2 separate regions of the Arachis hypogaea genome follow, and region 1 is linked to region 2. Evidence: chromatin contacts called from public Hi-C data. All regions are on one chromosome and are shown on one strand. The core of a region is the stretch at or near the end of the contact, and the rest is flanking DNA. Distances in the headings are between cores, read along the strand shown.

What was found. A called contact is a pair of places that touch in the nucleus more often than the background predicts.
Region 1: a contact with region 2 is called in a Hi-C map of an unstated tissue, with 2.3 times the contacts expected there. The contact joins the promoter of LOC112696746 here to the promoter of LOC140173688 in region 2.

Annotation. Positions count from the first base shown.
Region 1 is chr6:78,679,638-78,685,114 of arahy.Tifrunner.gnm2.J5K5, forward strand. It overlaps LOC112696746, which reads right to left and starts at 3,221. Exons shown (of 1, transcript XM_025749593.3): 1 at 2,172-3,221. The coding sequence starts at 3,010. The coding sequence ends at 2,411.
Region 2 is chr6:78,456,068-78,461,813 of arahy.Tifrunner.gnm2.J5K5, forward strand. It overlaps LOC140173688, which reads left to right and starts at 3,963. Exons shown (of 2, transcript XM_072198202.1): 1 at 3,963-4,015; 2 at 4,369-4,684. The coding sequence starts at 3,963. The coding sequence ends at 4,684.

The sequences.
Region 1 (5,477 bases), core at 1,971-4,470, 220 kb after region 2:
TTTTTTTTTTGGGATACAAATGTAAAAAGATTTGAAATAAAATTATTTTTAATTTAACTTTCTTATTTAACTAATATGTAATCACCTTCACTTTATTGCTAAATCCTTCCAATATGTACCACTTTTTAAAAGTTGAGAAGGTAATAAGCTTCCCCATTGCAACGAGCAAATATACTAGAAATTAAAAACAGAGCAGAGAGTAGCGAACTTTAATAACAACATTGGAAAATGCACTGAAGTCGGTCCCCAAAATTTCTACTCATATCGTCTCAGTGAAATTAAGTCAATAATTAAACCAACTGTCCGTCGTGGAAGAAGAGACCATACTTATAATTATAGCACTTTATTTTTTATACTGGAGTAGTAACAGTGTATTTTTGAAATGTAGAGCGGTACGGTATAATTTTTAAATGTAGAATTATTTAATTGAAAAGATAAAAATTAGACTATTTCATTAGTGAGAAATATAAAAATTAGAACAAAAAATTTTTATTAAAAAATAAAAAAATTAAGATACAGAAATAGAATTTTTTAATTTGTTTATCTTTTACATTTTAAAAAATATTAAAATCACAGTATTAGATTATATCATTATTTTTATTTTTATACAAAAAAAATAGAATTAATACTTAATTTGATTTTTAAAATTATATGTAAATCTTAATTTAATCTTTAAAATTTTAATTATTTATTTTTAATTTCCAAACTTTATAAACATGACTTACATTAGTCTTTGAAATAATTTTCGATAAAAAAATTATTAAAACATTAATATAGACAACCAAATATCATGCTATAACTTGTAAAACGACGTCATTTTAATTTTTGTGCTCAAATAACTAAAAAACGATGTCAGATCATTTATTTTAAGAAAAAAAATTTTTAATAAATATCACTTACAATAATTTTTTTAGATTATTTGAGGACTAAATAAAAATTGACATTATTTTACAAGTCTAACGTGATATTTAACTATTTACGTTAACATAAAAAAAATAATTAAAATTTTAAAAATTAAATTAAAATTCGGATACAAAACATTAAATTAAATATTATCTCGAAAATAAAAAAGAACCTATAATTAGAATCCAAATCCCAATGCGTATTTCGTTCGCAATTCCCACCATGAGTCCATCACCATGCCACTCAAAACTTGGTAACTATTGTTGACCAAATCCCACATGCCAAACGTATACTTGGGGACCATGCATACCCGTTGGATAGAGTCCTTCCAATACTTGATAAAGCCACATACCATACACTCCATGACAAAGTGCATTAATCATTCTATTTCGTATCAGGGTCAAGGAAACTACTATATATTTTTTATTTTTTATGATTCATTTGTAAATTAGAGAAATGTTGCATATACTATTTTTTATGTACTCATTCTTTATAAAGACATTTTTTATACTAAAACAGAAAATATACATTGAAATTAAAGATGTATAAATAAAAGCGTTATAATTATTATCATTTCTCTTATAAATTAAAATATCTAAATAGACAAATTATGTTTATAATTTTTTATGTACTACTAAATATATATTTCTATAAGGATTTATCTATTTTGTATTCTAAATACATCTATTGAGTTTATTAATTAAAAAAAAATTTAAAAATATAAAAAATTTAAATTTTTTATGTATTTATTTTACATTCATTAAATATAAATATTTAAAATTTTTTATTAATAGTAAATTTATCATGTGCCCTTTGAACACATATTAGCTAAATCTTTTTATAATATAAAAAATAAATTATTATTTTTTATATTTTTATTAATTATTTTAATATAAAAACATAAAAGATGAATATATAAAGTATAGAACAAAAAATATAATGTATATATCATTTTTCCTTTAGTTTAATAAAAAATTATTTTTATTTAAACAAAAAAAATAGTTATTAAATCAGTTATTATTATGTATGATGAATAAATATATATGTTATTTAATTATTTTAATATATATTTTATATTTTAATATGTATTTTACGGTTTTTTTAATTTTTTTATGCATAGTAATAATGTTTCTAACAACAAAGATGAGGAAGAATTAATTAATCCCACTTCAAGAATTATGAAGACCAATTGTACATTAACACGGTCATCATTTTCACTTGCGGTAAGAATTTGATCACATATTGCTAGACAATTAAACAAAGTGAGGTTAATAGAAAGAGTGGACAATGTTTACCAACTCAGGAAATTCTATTTTCACAAAAGAAACAAATTTTACAGAGTCCTCATCACTCGTCAGAAGAGCTATTTAGTTCTTCATTCTGATCTCTCCCATTACAATTCACAAACATCAAACATTTCTTCTATGAAAATAACACTTCCCTAGTAAACTTGATCACTAATGAGTAATAACTACTATCTAGCTACTAATTAAAAGATTCTGATTCTCTATACAAGGTGGAATGGCTTATTATTATTACGGTTGAAGTGAAACCTGGCTGAAGAACTTGACCTTACAGAGAAGACCCCATTCCAGATCTCAGTGAAAGCTCTAACTATAACACCATGGTGATACGGTGAATTCAGCTGAAGAAAACAGTTGAGAAGCTCCCTCAGGTCTTCCTTCGAGTATATCTCGTTCTCAAGAATCATCTGAAGCATGGAGTGCCGGAAATCCAAGTAAGGGTCATCGGAGTCTTTCTCCACCGCCACGCCTTCTCCGCCGGCTCTTCCGAGACCTCCCACTCTCCGAGCCTCCTTTCCGTTGTTGTTGTTGTTGCTCTCTGATGAGTCGGAGAAGTGAGAGGAATCAATGTAGCAAGGGGAGAAGGTGGTGTTGGTTGGGGTGGTGGTGCTTGTGGCGGTGTCGTTCTCGTTATGATTCCAAGAAGAGAGGTTGAAAAGTTTGTGTTTTTGGAGAGTGGGGTTCTTGGGTTTTGGTTTAGGGTGGAATATTCGAGAGAGTTTTGGCCTTCTGCAACTGCTGCCACACCCTAGTTTCACTGAAACTGTGTTCAGGTGAAGCTTTTTTCTGGCGGAGGTGGACATTGCTCTGTGTTTTCTTCTGTGACTGATGAAAAGAATAGAAAGAACAACACAGAAACAGAGGAACAAAGAAGGAGAAGGAGAGTCAAAGGGTGTATGTGTTTTCTTGATGGTTTGGTTGCTTTGGAAAGAGGCTTTGTATTTATGGGGATGAGAAAGGAGTAAAGTACCATTACTAAGCTCTAATGACGAAGGATCTTAATTAATTTTGCATGTGACCATTTGAGGCCCACATCGGTGTACATCATGTTTCTAAGCTTGTAACTATTCTATAAGCATCTATTTGGAACAACGGATAGAGTCGGATAACAATGTTAAAAAAATAAAAAGAAAATGACTCAAAAGAAGCATAAAATTATTTTATTTTATATTTTTAGTTATTCTTACACTATTTTGTATTTTAAATTATTTTTTAAATAATTTCAGTAATATTTAATATAATTATATCTATATTAAATTAAATAAAATAATTTTAGATTTTGTATTTCTAACTTTACTATTGGAGTTGCTTATAATAATATATTGAATATGGAAACTAGTAGTGTTTATTTTTTCAAAACACGTATTAAGATTATGTTTTATTTAGTTTGGTTAAAACATAAGTTTCATATATTATTTTCAGACATATTTAATTATTCAAGTATAAATATCAATTATGTTGTTTAAATTCAAAAAAATGGGCCATTAATTAATTATTATAAAAGGATATATATATATTAGTATTTATAAAAATATTTTATTATACTATTGTTAAAATTTTTTATTGTTTTACTATAATAAATTTGATTATTATTCTATAGTATAATATTTAATGATTCTAATAATTAATTGTTTTATTAAAAATATATGAAATAATATGTATAAATATATAATTAATGTGTGCTTAATTTTTAGTATTTATGTCACATTCTCTTAAGTATTTGTTGAATGTGTAAATAATTATTTTATATCTTTAAATATGATATATTAAATTTGTCTCTAGCTACCCCTGTTCTTTTTTTAAGTTACTTGCTTGAACTTTATTGAATATATTGATGGTGATCTGAAGTGATCTGAACCGCAGGTTTTCTATTTTCGTGAATAAAGAAATGCTGATGGAGGCATCTGGAAATCGGCCACAGGATCACATGTGGATTGAGAATCAGAGCCATTTGATAAGGGTATTGCCAACGCCATGGATATTTAAGTTAGCCAGTTAGGTCGTTATTTGAAAGATTGGGATCAATTAATTAAAGAGAAAATGCGTACTTAAACATTATATTGTGTATGAGATTTGGGAGAAGCTGACATGACATGACAGCAGGCAAGCAAGAATATACGAATTAAATTTTTATAACGCCGAGTTTTATATGAATCCCTTAAATTAATGCGCTTCTTGGTTTAATGATTCCAAGGTAAGGTGTGTATTATTTTAATTTGATATTACTAGCATTGTAAGATTGAAAAATGAATAGTCAATTGTGTATTGAACTTATTAGCCACTCGATTTTCGTTCACCGTGTAGGAATTAGGATTCTGAACTATATGGTATAGTATAATGATCACATACTTACAAGAGCATCGAATGGCATCTGACACGAATTTCCCAATTTCGTCTAAGATTAAAATATTAAACAGCTAAGAATTAGAGACTCATCATAATTATACAGACTACCTAAAATCGTAGACCACGGGTTCGGTCTATGCCATGAACTTGAACGATTTTTGCGACATGTTGTTGCCATTGTTTATCCTGTCCAACTAGAAACAATAAAAACCAACAAATAATTAATACTAACCAATTTACCTTTTCTTTTTAAAATGAGAAGAAGATATATTTGTACATATGATCTAAATAAATTTATCAAGTTTTAGCATTTAACTTATGTTTCGGGGTTGAAATATTTTTGTGATGTATAAATCATTGAAATAGGTTCGTGGTCTAAATTTATTTTTAAAAGTAGGTTAAATTACAGTTAATCCTTATACTTTTAGTAAAATTGTAAATTACTTTATATATTTTAAAAGTTTATAATTTGATCTCTATAAAAAATTAAAATTTATAATTAGATCCTCAATAACCTTTACTGTAAAAAAAAATACATATTTATCATAATGTCCACTTTTTTTCCTTTTCTTATATTATCCTTTCTTTTCCCATCTTCTCCTTTTTTTTTTACTGGCAGTCATGACCATGGCATCAACTACCACAGCAACTGTCACTATATTATTATCAGGTTCCATGCCAAGTGCAGATGAAATCATAAACCCAAACCTCCTAGGAAGAGTTATTTTTTTATCGGGCTCTACTTCTACTTCTTGAAGCATGGCAACACTCTCAACTTGGGCATCATTTTCAACTGTTACATTGGACCTCACACAAAACTCATCATCATCAAATAATACTAATAATACTTCCACCCTTCCAATCAAGCATCATCATCCTCTTAATGTTGTCCCTTTGTTCTAGTTACCCAATTTTCAAGGTCAC
Region 2 (5,746 bases), core at 2,713-5,212:
AAATAATTCTAAATTTATGATTAATCATGAAAACTTCATTTAAAACATAAAAATATAAAAAAAACTTTAATTTAAATAATAAAAAATTATTATATATATATAAATTACTAAAAATGTCAAGATCAGATACATTAGAAGCTTGGATAGCGAGTAATAACCACTGCGTCTAACAACCAATAACTTATAAAGATGATAGCAAGATGTAACTAATAATTAATCTATACAAATATGTTAATTACACTATGTAGGATCCTCATGTACTGTACGTCTTTTTTATGCATTCAATCATGCAGTAGTGTGGTGATTGATGTGATCATACATAAGCTAGAAGATGTTTCCTTTGGTCCGATGATATTATAGGAATGATTGATTAGTTTCTAGGAAGCAATATTTTCCTAAGTTTTTTGTTATATTATTTGAATTGGTTATGTACTTATGTTTGTATATCATGATGTATGCCTAAACCACTAGCATAGAAGTAGTCCTTCTACTAAAAACTCAACTAATAAGGAAACAAAACGTCAAAGATCGTAACCAATCTGGCCTTACTACTTTTGTTTGAAACTAAACCCACTTGTTTCAATTTTTATTATGATTATTGGGTTGACTAAAGATTATATTATTCCCCGTTCAGATATTTTCGTTAACAAGAATGAATACATAAGCATATGAATCATGAAAAATGCTAATAAAAATTAAAAGTGTGTCACTTTCAGAGTGGGTCAACAGTCATAGTCCAGGATTCCTCATCATGTTGGTCCATGTCCACTTGGATGCGGTCCATCTTTTTATCCATTCAGTGTCCATTACTGGGCTTTGCCTTGCTTGCTTCTCGGCATAGTAAAAGGGAAGGTTAGAGTAGCTTCCAAGTGTTAGGTATTCCTTATTCTTATATAATCTTAGTCAGTCGAGAGATTCGCATAAAGTTATTTTTTAGTTTAGTATGTTATATTTGACTGATTTATTATTTAATAATTTTTAATTATCAAAATTACATATGAGTTTCGTATCGTTGAAAACTCTAATTTGTTTGAATAAGATTATAAGAAAATCTATATATGTCTTTCATTAACACTAATTATACTGTTAGATCTTGAAATTTTTCCACATGCAGTTCATATCATTAACCAATAGTTGGTTGGCATATTTGTAAGTAGATGCACTCATGGTAATATTTGGGTGCCAAAATTCTTTGTAAACATTTAATTTCCTTAACTCATTCTTTATGAGTAATGTGGCAATCTTTAGATTTTGCTAATGTTACATAATGCTAATAAATAACAACTATATATACATCTGAAATAGCGATAAAAATTTGGCGTTTGCATAAATATCTTGACAGTTGATGTTTTATTGTTTATGCTTGGATCCTGAAGTTCATTATTTTCCCTTTCGTGCTTATTATGAGATATTATATATTTTTGGTTGGAAAAAAACATTCTAATTCTAAATGGATCCTAATTTTAGTTTATCAAGAACCACAAAAAACGGTTTTTGCAAGGTGCGTGGTGGGGCTGGGGAATCTATATCCATATCCCTTTGTACTATTGTTTCATTGCATAATATGATGGATACATAAGGGAGAGAGACTCGGAGAGAGAAAGAAAATAAAATGAGAAAATAATATGCACGATTCATTATTTCCTACATTGTTGGCGGGGAAATTATTTGCATATAGGCTACATCATATGGACCCATTCCCTTCATTAATTAAATGTTATACTTGTCTAGGGGAGTTGCAGTAGTACTAAATTGCTGATAAAGACCTATGTGATCGATCGAACTCAACCAAACCACAACAGCGCATTTTTAATTTCATGCAATGGTCAACTCCGCAAATATGCTATTGATCTTAATCTCTTGAATTGACAGTGGTATTTGGAGGTTCTGAATGCACTAAAAACTCAATTAAATGTGAGAAGCGTATATATACATAATTAGAATAAATATTTAAAAATTTTAATTTTAATGTATTGATAATATAACGATAATTCAGTTATATAATATTTATTCTTTTAGATAATTATTTATAGTTAATATAAAATATTATTTTTACTGATATAGTGTTATACACGTATAAAACTATTTTATATTAATAGTACATCAAAATTAAATTAATTCTCTACAAAATGACATAGGATTAATCTGTTCGCCCAAAATAACTCTTGAGAATTTTTATAAAAATTTTATTAAGTGCTAAAATGTTTTCATGATCAATTTAGCTATCTATTCTAAAAAAATTAATAATAATAATAATATCGCAAAAAGTGTGTGTATTTATTTAGTTTATATTTTGATTTTTGGTATTTTTAGTATTTTTTTTAGATTTTATAAAAAAATAGTAAAAATAATACAATTTTATTTTTTATTTTTATTTTCTATCTTTTTATTTTTTTTTATAAAAATATGAAAACAAAAAATATTAAAAATAAAAAATAAAAATGCAAATCAAACGCTCCCCACACTAGTCTATTCCGAGTTTTGTGTCTCTCTCAAGGGTCGCCAATCACCATTTCCTCTTTGGACCTTTTACATGAAGCGATGTGATGAGCGATCTACTTTAACAAGTTGCATGTATATAATATGTGCATCACATTCTTACTATGTAACTAATTATGGCAGAAGTAACCGGAACATGTATAGACGTCGTCTCATAAAATTAATTTCTATGGTTAGAGATAGATATATAAATTCCTAACTATTTAGCGCTTTAGAGAATTAATTAATGATGCCATTTTTGTTAGTTCGGACTTCGGACTAATGTTGAAACTTGAAACTTGCAAGAGTACCTTTGCTTCCCTTGTAATACAAGTTATTGACCATGCTCTGCTGTTTGGGTTTCGTGATTATGTCTATCTGCATTAAAATGTGTTGCTCTGTTGTGTAGTTCAGGTGAGTAATTTAATAGCCAGTAAGGAGCGTAATCTAATTAGCTGAATAATTTTTCCAAACCTCAATAATTAATTTAATTTTTTCTTTTGACTTTGGCAAAGAGCAGAAGGTAATTAAGCTATCCATTTAGAGCGTAATAATATGACCATTTCTAATTGAGAATTATATGCCACCCTTCACTCAGTAGAGTATATATATGGGTCACATTTGTGTCTTTAATGGAAGAGTCTCAATAATTTAAAAACGAGGAGTTGAATTTATGATTCTTTTAATTTTATATACTTTAAATTAGTATTTAAGATTTTGCTGTTATAAGATCTGCAATTTTAATTATGCAAAAAACAAATTTATTTTGCCTCTGATGAATCAAAGCAATAAAAAAAGTTAATATTCTGTGTTGTTGTAACTTTTGTGACGTTGATTAAGTTGGAGACAATTTTATTTTGTCTTATAACGAGTGAAATAGAAAGAGTAGAGAAAAAAAATAAGTGGTAACAACACAGTCATATATTCTAATTCAACCACTATGTGTAATGTGATTCATATCTAATATACACTACAACCTTCAGTCAAATTTCTATTATCTTGATCAAAGATTTACAAACACCAATTCTCAAGAATTGAATATAATCTTATCAGGGACAAACTAAATTTTTAATTAAGTTTGATTTGTGTTAGCTGATATAGGTGTCGTTTCAGCCTAAATATTTATGGAAGTAAGCTAGTGAATGGTTAGTTAGAAAGTAACTAAGTTACTGTAGTTAGATGTCAATTAGTATGAGTGAGAATTAGCCATAGTTAATTGAGCATAGTTAGTCAGATGTATAAATACTGCATTGTAACACTTTTACAAATGTGACTCTCTATTATTCTTCAGCAACTAAACTTCATTCACTTTCATACCTTCTCTCTGCCACTCTTCTCTCACACCTTCTTCCACTTGTGCAACCTCCTCCCAGCTCTAGATTTTATCATGGTACGGTGAGCGTGGAGGTTGCGAGTGTGACGAGAATTTGAGTTAGCAAGAGGGAAGAGAGGTTGCTGCTGAGGGTTCCCGATTTGGCCCAACTATGGCGAATGAGGAACAAATAGCGAGTCCAGGTTCGATGTCGATGGAGAACGAGTTCTCCGCCAGCTAATTTCAAAAATTTACGAGATTCATGAATCAGTTTTCCAAATTTCAAGAATTTCATAGGAGAATGGATCAATCTCCGGTGAGGAGCAGAAGTGCGATCTTGGATCCAAAAAGCCCCTTCTACTTGCATCCAGGTGAGAATCCTGGTAATTCTATAGTTAATGTGACTTTGAATACCTCCAATTACCATTCTTGGGCTAGGGCAATGAGATTAGCACTAAAATCAAAAAATAAATTGGCGTTTATTGATGGATCTTTACCGAAACCTGATGAATCGGATGTGAGTTTTTTAGCTTGGAAAAAATGTAATACCTATGTGATTGCTTGGCTAAATTTGTCAGTGTGATTTGGAATGAAAATGCCTGTGATATGTGGAACGAATTGGAACATAGGTATCATCAGGGAGACATATTTAGAGTCGCTGAATTAGAAGAGAAAATGTATACCACTAGGCAGGGGGATCTGAGTATCACTGCTTATTTCACAAAACTAAGAACAATTTGGGAAGAGATTGAAGCATTCCTACCAATTCCAAAATGCTTATGTGGTTCGGAATGCGTTTGCGGCTTAGGAACTGTGAGGAAGTATCGAACACAAAGACAATTGGTGAGATTGTTAAGGGGCCTAATAAATGACGAATATAGTACAGTTCGATAACAGTTGATGCTTATGGCACCACTACCTGATGTCAACAAGGCATTTTTCCTTCTCACTCAATAAGAACGACAGTTACATTCACCCGAAATTAGCGATGCAAGAGCTCTCATGAGTTCATCTGATGTTATTGAGGGTGAAAGGTCCCAACACTACTCAAATACTGCTGGCTACAGAGGTAGAGGACGAATTGAAAGAGGAAGGAATAATAGAGGAGGCAGAGGACCTCCCAAGCTGTGATCTTATTGTCACAAAACTGGACACTTGGTGAATACTTGCTACAAGAAATACGGACCACCATCACACATGAAACAACCTCTTAGAACTATCAACTGTGCAGCTGCCTCACTTGGAATGGAAAGTGAAGAATCCAATGGGGAATTGCAATTTTCATCCCAGAAAGGAGACAATAAGACATCACATCTTTTACTATCTCAAGATCAAAAAGACACCTATATCAGCTAACAATTTGACTAGATTCACTGGCTAGACTTTTAACACTAAATTCTTACCTAACTTAAGAAGAGAAACCTTTCATGTTAATGAATACAAAACAGAAATGATAACAAAAGAATTTGACATAATTTTTGATTTTTTTTCCAATGCAAACTTATTCTCTTTACTTTTTCTCTCAATAACTTTTACTGATATCTCACACATTTGCTTTTTTTCATTGATTGAAACAAAGAAAGATAAAATGAAGAACATAATTTTTAATATAAAATCATAAAAGAGAGAAGAAGATATAGCTCAAAAGTTATGAAGACCCCAAACAATGTGCTTACTCTCTTTACTTCAATTTCCGTCCGTCCATTTACCTTTTTATATAAAAGTGAAGCTTTTAAAACTTAAGCTTGACTAAATACCTTTTGACTTTGTTCTTCTTTTCCAAAAATCATATTAAAGAACGTAAAAAAAAAAATAAAACAGCAGTAAATTTTTATGGTTGATAAAATTTATTTGACTTCTGATCTTACTGTTTCTTACTCTTTCTTCTTTTTTCTTTAACTTCAAAGATCTAAGTCATTGATCCATTCTTTGGTTCCAAATTTTAATTATAACCTT